Linked DNA regions of Mus musculus: all the other regions are linked to region 2. A link is a contact called in public Hi-C and promoter capture Hi-C data. All regions are on one chromosome and are shown on one strand. Each heading gives the region's core, a stretch centred on a gene start, on an enhancer-like site or on the middle of the called end of the contact. The rest is flanking DNA. Distances are from core to core; before and after follow the strand shown. Region 1 holds the start of Nsun3 (NOL1/NOP2/Sun domain family member 3). Region 2 has its middle 28 kb from the start of 4930453N24Rik. Region 3 has its middle 250 kb from the start of Gm22769.

What was found. Promoter capture Hi-C pulls out the DNA fragments that hold promoters and counts their contacts. A called contact is a pair of places that touch in the nucleus more often than the background predicts.
Region 1: a promoter capture Hi-C map of cranial neural crest shows a contact between it and region 2. The contact joins the promoter of Nsun3 here to the enhancer-like site in region 2. A contact is called at or near these places in 7 of 39 promoter capture datasets (cranial neural crest, frontonasal cranial neural crest, hippocampal neurons and 4 more) and 1 of 484 Hi-C or Micro-C datasets (cortical neurons).
Region 3: a Hi-C map of embryonic stem cells shows a contact between it and region 2, with 2.6 times the contacts expected there. The contact joins two enhancer-like sites. A contact is called at or near these places in 3 of 484 Hi-C or Micro-C datasets (cranial neural crest, embryonic stem cells and tail fibroblasts).

The regions. Positions count from the first base shown.
Region 1 is chr16:62,785,268-62,787,967 of GRCm38.p6, reverse strand. It overlaps Nsun3 (NOL1/NOP2/Sun domain family member 3), which reads left to right and starts at 1,252. Exons shown (of 6, transcript NM_178925.3): 1 at 1,252-1,297; 2 at 2,071-2,180. The coding sequence starts at 1,286.
Region 2 is chr16:64,741,859-64,744,586 of GRCm38.p6, reverse strand. No RefSeq gene overlaps it. Among named protein-coding and RNA genes, the nearest start is that of 4930453N24Rik, 28 kb to the left of the region's middle. Within about 2 kb of position 1,331, at least 1 of the 459 cell types and tissues checked has an H3K27ac peak or open chromatin away from gene starts, as enhancers often do.
Region 3 is chr16:63,500,767-63,503,466 of GRCm38.p6, reverse strand. No RefSeq gene overlaps it. Among named protein-coding and RNA genes, the nearest start is that of Gm22769, 250 kb to the left of the region's middle. Within about 2 kb of position 1,301, at least 22 of the 459 cell types and tissues checked have an H3K27ac peak or open chromatin away from gene starts, as enhancers often do.

The sequences.
Region 1 (2,700 bases), core at 3-2,502, 2.0 Mb after region 2:
TATAGATTACTGAGGAACTTACAAAAAAATAACAAACAAACAAAAAATAAAACCAACTAAGCTTTAAATCACATTCGTGTAGAAGACATTTCCTTTGTATAGGATTTGGAGAGTCCAGCACCTACCTATCGCATATCCTATACTGATACTTTGAGCATCGAGTGCCATCTCAACGTGAAGATGCCTAGTTACTATAGGAGACCAAATCATCTCTGAGACATTTCTGGTTTGTTACCAGAGAACAAGGCAAATGCTAATGAGTGGTTATTCCTAACAATGTCAACACTGATGCTTGAAGTAGGCCAGGGCCTTGGTGAGTCCTTCCTGGTCCTTGGGAGTGTGGTCTTAGTGCTTGGTGAAAACAGGTATTATTCAAGTACCAATGATGTGACAGTTCTTATATCAAAGTCCAGCCACCTATAATAAATCAGCCTATTTAAAAAACAAAATTGAAACTGGAAAGCAGAAAAAGGCCGTTTATTCAAGGTGACCACATTGGGAAGAGGAACAAAGACATCCAGTGGAACCCCGTACCCAACCTCCGCCCGTGTCTTTGGCCATTGTCATCCGGGTTCAATCTCACCCTGTTAGAAGACGCTCTGACATTTTAGAGCTGTTGGAAAGCTCTTTCCAGAAGACAAGTTTCCCTATGGCTGTCCCCTCTTTCCTTCTCTCAGCCTGATACTTTGGGTCCATTCTTTCAGAGGCTGATAGATGGAGACCTGAGCATGTCTGGAAATATCTGCATCCCTGTCGAGCTGGCTACAGAGCATGCTAACGGCCAGCCCTCAGCACATGCCCGCAGTCTCAGTGGGGGCAGTCGGTACTTCCGGTGTAACATTTATCACTTCCCAGTTTGAAGATAGAGTGACTCGGGCAAATGTAAGGAGAGGCGCGATTTAATCTTTCTACCGCTTTTCTCATCGCGGGGTTCGGTTTTGTAAACCAGCAATGCCTGTGCATCTAAAACACTGATACAGGTCTTCTCTCGACCCCATGAACAGAGACAGGAAGGGTGACTCTGTAAACCAGCACCCACACTCCACCCTTCGCTCGGGGTTCGCACCCCAGCAGCTCCGGAGTCCCCAGAGAGCTTTGGCTCCGCCTCTTGCAGGACCTGAGTCTCCCGCGAGATTTTTGTCTACAATCTCGCGAGACCGGAAACAGGAACTGCGAGCCAGCCCATCTGTGACCTCCTCGCAGGACCCGGAAGTATGGCGTTTCTTCGTGTTACCCCGCGCGAACTCTAGCGGAGACCCGTAGTTGGCGAGCTCAGGCGGGGACCATGCTGACTCGGGTGAGGCTCTGGCGGTCGAGCGCCCCGGGCTGAAGCCACCGAGAGGCAGGGTGGACTGGGATGGGACCCGCACTGCCCACAGCCCGGAACCGTGCTGAGTGTGTTCCTGGTGCTGCTGCTGTCCCGCGGGCCGGCGACATTGTCACTGCGAGCTTTCTCAGCCCTGGGTGCACCCCGGTGATGAGGGGAGAGCCAGAAAGTTGGGGCGATGCTTATTTCCGTAAATAAACTTTGGAATACTTTTTTCTTTACAGTCTTACTTTAAAAGACAAACAACAACAACAAAACTTTTATGGCTTCTGAATTTTTTTTTTTTTTAGCATAGATTCACCTCTAACACTTGGTAATTACCACTTCGAGAAAAACCATGAAATAATTTTGTTACAAGTAAGGAGTTGATCCAACGGCAGGAACTGACATTTTAAAAATCAGGAAGCCCCACTCCTGACTAGCTATTATTGGCAGTAGCTGGCTTGAGGCCGGGAGAGAGTTGTCTTTGGGGTATGGCTCCACACCCCCATGTGCATAACGACAGCACTAATTGTTCCCGAGTGGATTTTTTAAAAGGACATGAAGTTGGAAGGGGAACACACAGTGGGAGTCTGGGTGGAGTTGGAGTGGTGTGGAGACGTGTTTATTAAAGTATGTTGTAGACAGGTATGGAAGTCTCCACGAATAAGTAGAGATATAAAGAAAATTTAATGTCACTGTCAACTTTCAATAAATATGTGATATCACAGTGTGTTGTCAGCACCTTTTTCTTATCATCATAGCTGAAAGCAAAATCAGAGGGGAAGCTTGCCAAACAGCTATGCAGAGTTGTGTTGGATCAGTTTGACAAACAGTATTCGAAAGAACTTGGGGATTCCTGGAGTACAGTAAGGTCAGTATGGTTCGTCTCTTGATATTTTGTGAGAGGAAAGGGAAGTATGTAGCAAATACCTCCTTGAGAGTGGCACAGTCCAGGAGGGAGGAGGTGACTGTACATTTTATGTGTGAAGGAATCACCTGGCATGTAGAAATGTGGGGCAGATAGTAATGCCCTCTCAAGCACTTGGCTTTTATCTGTAAAATGGGGAGGCACCACATTTTAAAACAACGCTGTAATAAAAATCCTAACTTGGAAGAAATTTAACTTAATGAAATTCAGGTAATACCAAGTCCTTAAAGTCAGTGTTCCTCTATCTTAGCTAAAGTCAGGCTTTATTTGGCAATTATTGTCACCATGCCATCTGTATGTGGAGCACATGTGCACATGGACAGACCAATCTAAATAAGCCTAGCATGCATGAACATGGCCAAGTGGCCATGGTGGAACTGGCGGGGAGGGAAGGCAGTTGGCATTCCCAGAGCGGGGACTAGACTGTAGGTTGTCCTCTGACCTCTGTGTTCAGCCGTACTCC
Region 2 (2,728 bases), core at 82-2,581:
TATGTCAGACATCACCACTACCTGCCACCCCAACTCCTGGGGGAGTGATGCTGTCTTCCAGCACCATGGGCAGTTACCACATATCATGGCCTGAACAGTTTTATGGCGAGTGACCAGTGATGATCTCTCCTACTCCTCCCTTCTCCTTCCTCCTGCCTCGCTTTCCTTGTTTCCTTCTTTCTTTCCTTTGTTAAGCAGCTTGAATTTATTGCTTTTATCGAATTTGGAAAATGCTTGCTGTTATTTCTCCAATTACTTTTACTCCATACTCTCTCTTCGTTTTTTGTTTTATCCACAACATAACCAATAACATGTCCTCTAGGCTGCTTGATCTTTTCCCACAGGACACGGGGACTACATTTTTTTTCTTTTTCAGCATTATTTCCTCTGAGTTTTATTTTGGGTGGCTTTTATCGCAATATTTTCAAGTTTACTTTTTATTTTTCCTTATCAAGACTTTAGTCTATTTTACCCAGTGAATTTTTGGATACAGGTCATGTACTTTACATTTCCAAAGGTCTTATTCATGTTTTTATATATTTCATGTCATATTTTATATTTTATTTAATATTCTTAACCTATTTCTATTTTGATAATGCTTTGAAGTTTTTGTCTATTAACCCACCCTCATCACTCAGTTCTCTCATTTATATTGATTGACTGATTTGGGGGTTAAAATTTATATTTTTCGGTTTTGAAATGTTCATTAATTTTTTTATCACGTTAAATATTGCGATTTTTTTTATTGTTGAGTGATAGATTTTGTTATATTCCTTCAACAGATTCTGTACTTTTTCAGGCAGGCAGTTGACACTAAGAAATAATTGTGTTCCTTTTTTAACAAATTGCTTTAATGCGAATTCTCGTGGGTTGATGCAGACATTCTCTAAGACAAACTGCATCCCAGTAGAAAGGGCAGTCTCATCCACAGATGCTCTGGAGTGCTCAACGAAAGGGCAGTCTCATCCCCAGATGCTCTGGAGTGCTCAAAGCCTTAGTTTTCTTGGTATGCCATGGTAAAAACCCCACAGATGGAGTCTATTAAACAACGGCAGTACTTTCTGTATCTCTGGTGTCTGGAATCCCGAGATCACAGAACGGACAGGGCTAGCTCGGAGGAAACTTATGTCCCGGCTCTCAGATGGATAGCTCAAATGTCCTCACTTGACCCTTTATCTGTGCATGCTCAGAGAGGCAGACAGAAAGAGGAAGGGGAACAGATATATCTATATCTATCTACATATAGAGTGAGGGTCTGATTTTTCCCTGAGGCTTCTTGATCTTCCTTAAAAATCTATTTCTGTCAACTTGATATGTCACGTTTGGTTGATATCTGTGGGAGGCCTGCCCTTTTCTGAAGGGAAATGGAGCAGGGATGGATGGGAGGTAGGCAAAGGAGAGACTGGGAAAAGAGGAGAGGAAACTGTAGTCAGGATGTATGGAATATATAATCAAAAAGGAAAAACACACAAACAAGCAAAACAAACTGTTTCTGTGTACACACATGCCTGGGCTACATACATGTGGTGGTCAGAGATGGTGGTGGGAGTTGGTTTTCTCCTTTACTGAAGGACCTGGGGTGGGGCTGGCTGCTTGGCATGACGTGGCTTTAATTGCCGAGCTATCCCACCAGCCTTTCCTTTTCCTTTGTTTCTTTCTTTCTTTTTTTAAAATTTTTATTAGGTATTTTCCTCAATTACATTTCCAATGCTATCCCAAAAGTCCCCCATACCCTCCCACCCACTCCCCTTCCCACCCATTTCCACTTCTTGGCCCTGGTGTTCCCCTGTACTGGGGCATATAAAGTTTGCAAGTCCAATGGGCCTCTCTTTGCAGTGATGGCTGACTAGGCCATCTTTTGATACATATGCAGCTAAAGACAAGAGCTCCCGGGTACTGGTTAGTTCATATTGTTGTTCCACCTATAGGATTGCAGATCCCTTTAGCTCCTTGGTTACTTTCTCTAGCGCCTTCATTGGGGGTCCTATGATCCATCCAATAGCTGACTGTGAGCATCCACTTCTGTGTTTGCTAGGCCCCGGCATAGTCTCACAAGAGACAGCTATATCTGGGTCCTTACAGCAAAATCTTGCTTGTGTATGCAATGGTGTCAGCGTTTGGAGGCTGATTAAGGGATGGATCCCCAGATGTGGCAGTCTCTAGATGGTCCATCCCTTTGTCTCAGCTCCAAACTTTGTCTCTGTAACTCCTTCCATGGGTGTTTTGTTCCCAATTCCAAGAAGGGGCAAAGTGTCCATACTTTGGTCTTCGTTCTAGCCTTTCCTTTTCTTAAGAGTCAATTCTTCCTGTTGTTGGATTCTGAATCATTGCCAGCAATAGGGCATTCCTTTAACTGAAACCTTTTGAAGGTTTCAGATGGCTCTCAAGCTTAAATGTCATATTCTAAGGAATGTTTTCTAGTATCTTTGGGGCACTTCTCTTCTTGTTCAGTCTCACCTTCCAAATGGATCCTGCTATGGTCCTATCTGTGGCACAGCGCTGCTGTAAGAGTCAAGTAGTAAGTGAGTTGGGGGAGAGTTCCTAGTTGTGTTCATGTTCTTCTTCTCCACCATTCAAGCCTTAGCTTAAAAAGTTCTTCCACTGTGACGTCTTTTCTGACCATCATTTTTTCCTAATGATATATTCTTATACAGTCTTCCTTCCTTCCTTCCTTCCTTCCTTCCTTCCTTTCTTTCTTTCTTTCTTTCTTTCTTTCTTCCTTCCTTCC
Region 3 (2,700 bases), core at 52-2,551, 1.2 Mb after region 2:
TTCCAATCTTTAGTGTAAGGAAATTAGAAAGGATGTCTGTGCAAATGCAGATTTAGAAACCTTATGAGTATGCAGGCACTATTCTTGAATTTGCCTGAGTGTGGCTTTAGAATCTGGATATGCAACAAGAATCACAATGATGTTGCCAAAAGGCTTTCTAGAAAATATTTGGAAAATACAACTTTAGAAGAATAATGCCTTACTTCTCCTCAAGCGTTAGTGTCTTCTAGCAGAAGTTGGTGTCTATATCAATGCCCTTTGTACTAACCCCTGCTCCTGGGATGATTCATTTGTGTGATAATTTTCCATGGAATAATGCAGGATTTGGGTGCTTTTTATTATTTGAGGTTTTTTAAATTAGGTATTCTCCTCATTTACATTTCCAATACTATCCCAAAAGTCCCCCATACCCTTCCCCTCCTCTACCCACCCACTCCCACTTTTTGGCCCTGGCGTTCCCCTGTACTGGGGCATATAACGTTTGCAAGTCCAATGGGTCTCTCTTTCCAGTGATGGCCGACTAGGCCATCTTTTGATACATATGCAGCTAGAGTCAAGAGCTCCGCGGTACTGGTTAGTTCATAATGTTGTTCCACCTTTAGGGTTGCAGATCCCTTTAGCTCCTTGGGTACTTTCTCTAGCTCCTCCATTAGGGGTCCCGTGATCCATCCAATAGCTGACTGTAAGCATCCACTTATGTGTTTGCTGGGCCCCGGCGTAGTCTCACTAGAGACAGCTATATCAGGGTCCTATCTGCACAATCTTGCTATTCTTTGAGATTTTTATGCTGATATAAAATAAAATATGATATTTACCCTCATTGTCTTCTTCCAACTCTCCCCATATCCTCTATAACACATCTCTTTGCCAACTACAATCTTGATTGTATGTGTATTAAGTGATAATTCTCTTGAGGTAATTGACAACTGGCAAGCCTGGAAGGTTAGCATTAATTATTATACATCATACTCATGAGAAATTTTGAAAGATGGAAACTAAAGTGTCTGTGGCATTTTCTATCAACAAATTATCTGGCTGACCAGAAGACATCATTGCTTATGATTGATAGTCTACAAGCTGATATTTGTTCAATTAAAGAAGAGAGAAATATTGCCTAAAAGAGTTACCTTCTTGAATGAAACTACTTATGCAGACCAATGTCTGTTGCTTTAGAAAGAACGTTTGTGATTCACAGGGTTGGTCCTGATGCCTATCACAGTCTTTCTTCTTCTGCTTATTTCCCTTGTTGGTCATTGATTATAAGACCACATGAATGGCTCAGGAAACAGTAGGTAGTTATGAATGAAACCCACATTATTTCTCACATATGTTTAAGAGATATTTATAATTTGGGTTGCCATTCTGACATAGAGTCTTTGGTAGAGTTGAAGACCCAACAGCAACAAGAGTCATCGAAGGAGACCTTGTTAGAGGCACATGTTAGGAAGATCTTAAAAGCATCAGGAGTGCTTTGTTCCTGGGGTGGGAAGTCCTGTGGTACCTGAAGCTTATGTTCATGTCTCCACAGTTTTGCCAAAACTCGCTCATTTGAAACTGCTGTAAGCTCTTAACTCCTTCGTTCCTATTTCTCATGTTGGCTCCACCCCCTCCCCCCCATCGATTAACACACAACTACAGGCTTTTATAAGCTCTTTTTTCACCTCAAATAGTTTGGAGCCCCCTCTTGGAGACGGAGTGCCTGGAGTATTTATTCAAAGACAACTGAAGGCCAGGGCTGGTAAGCAGAGGCCTTTTCATCTGGTTTATGTAGCCAGGAGTTCACTACCGCCATCTGCACTGATCACTGAGGAGCTCTGTAGCTCTGTTCTGTGTTAACCCCCTCAGACCCCGATGGCCTCTGGGAGACCTGACCCCTACTTTGAGACACACTGAACTGGAAATAATAACTCCCATATGGGAGAAGAATACTCCAGCTTCGAGAGCTGATCGGGCTTTGTTTTTTTCTATGACCACTAAGAAAGAAGTGTGTATTGGAAGCAATTCTCTCAGCTTATGGCTATTTTCATAGGGGTTATATATTTAATAAAGGTTAAATCCATTGAAACAGTGAGTCAAAGGCACTTTTCATGACCAACAATTTCACCTACTTCAGAAGCCTGCCTCTTCCCACTCTCCTCATGCTTGCTCAAAGCAGGAACTCAGCAGCACCGGCTTTGTCTCCTAGGCAAATGGTCCTTTCCTTCGAAGAATATAAATAAGAATTTTCAATCTGAACTTGTACATCACTCTTAGATGTCTAGCTCCTCTGCACAAAAGCAAAGCCTTTTGAGTAATTGCGAGACTTAATTAGCCTGTGTTCACACAAAGTCTTCCTTTGTTCACCTATCAACAGGCTGCTTTCATCAGTGGTCCTCCGACTCTCTGAGGACCATTCTTTTCCCATGTTTTATACTGATTTCTATTTTCAGCCTTGGAGACCTATGATGTAAGGCTCTACATTTGAGTACCCAGTCTCCCTTTCCTGATTCATTCCCACCACAAATAACTCCTTCCAAGCTTGTTGGTGATCTGATCACCTCCCGAGTCTGCTAATGCCTGCCCTTCAGTGACATAGAAAGGACATTTGGAACATCAATGGGGTTATGGTGACAATGGGCTATGTAAGCTAGTTTCTTTCCAGCCCATTTTCCCATCAGAGCCATAACAAAACCAGGAAGGATGGGAAGTGATGAATACAGA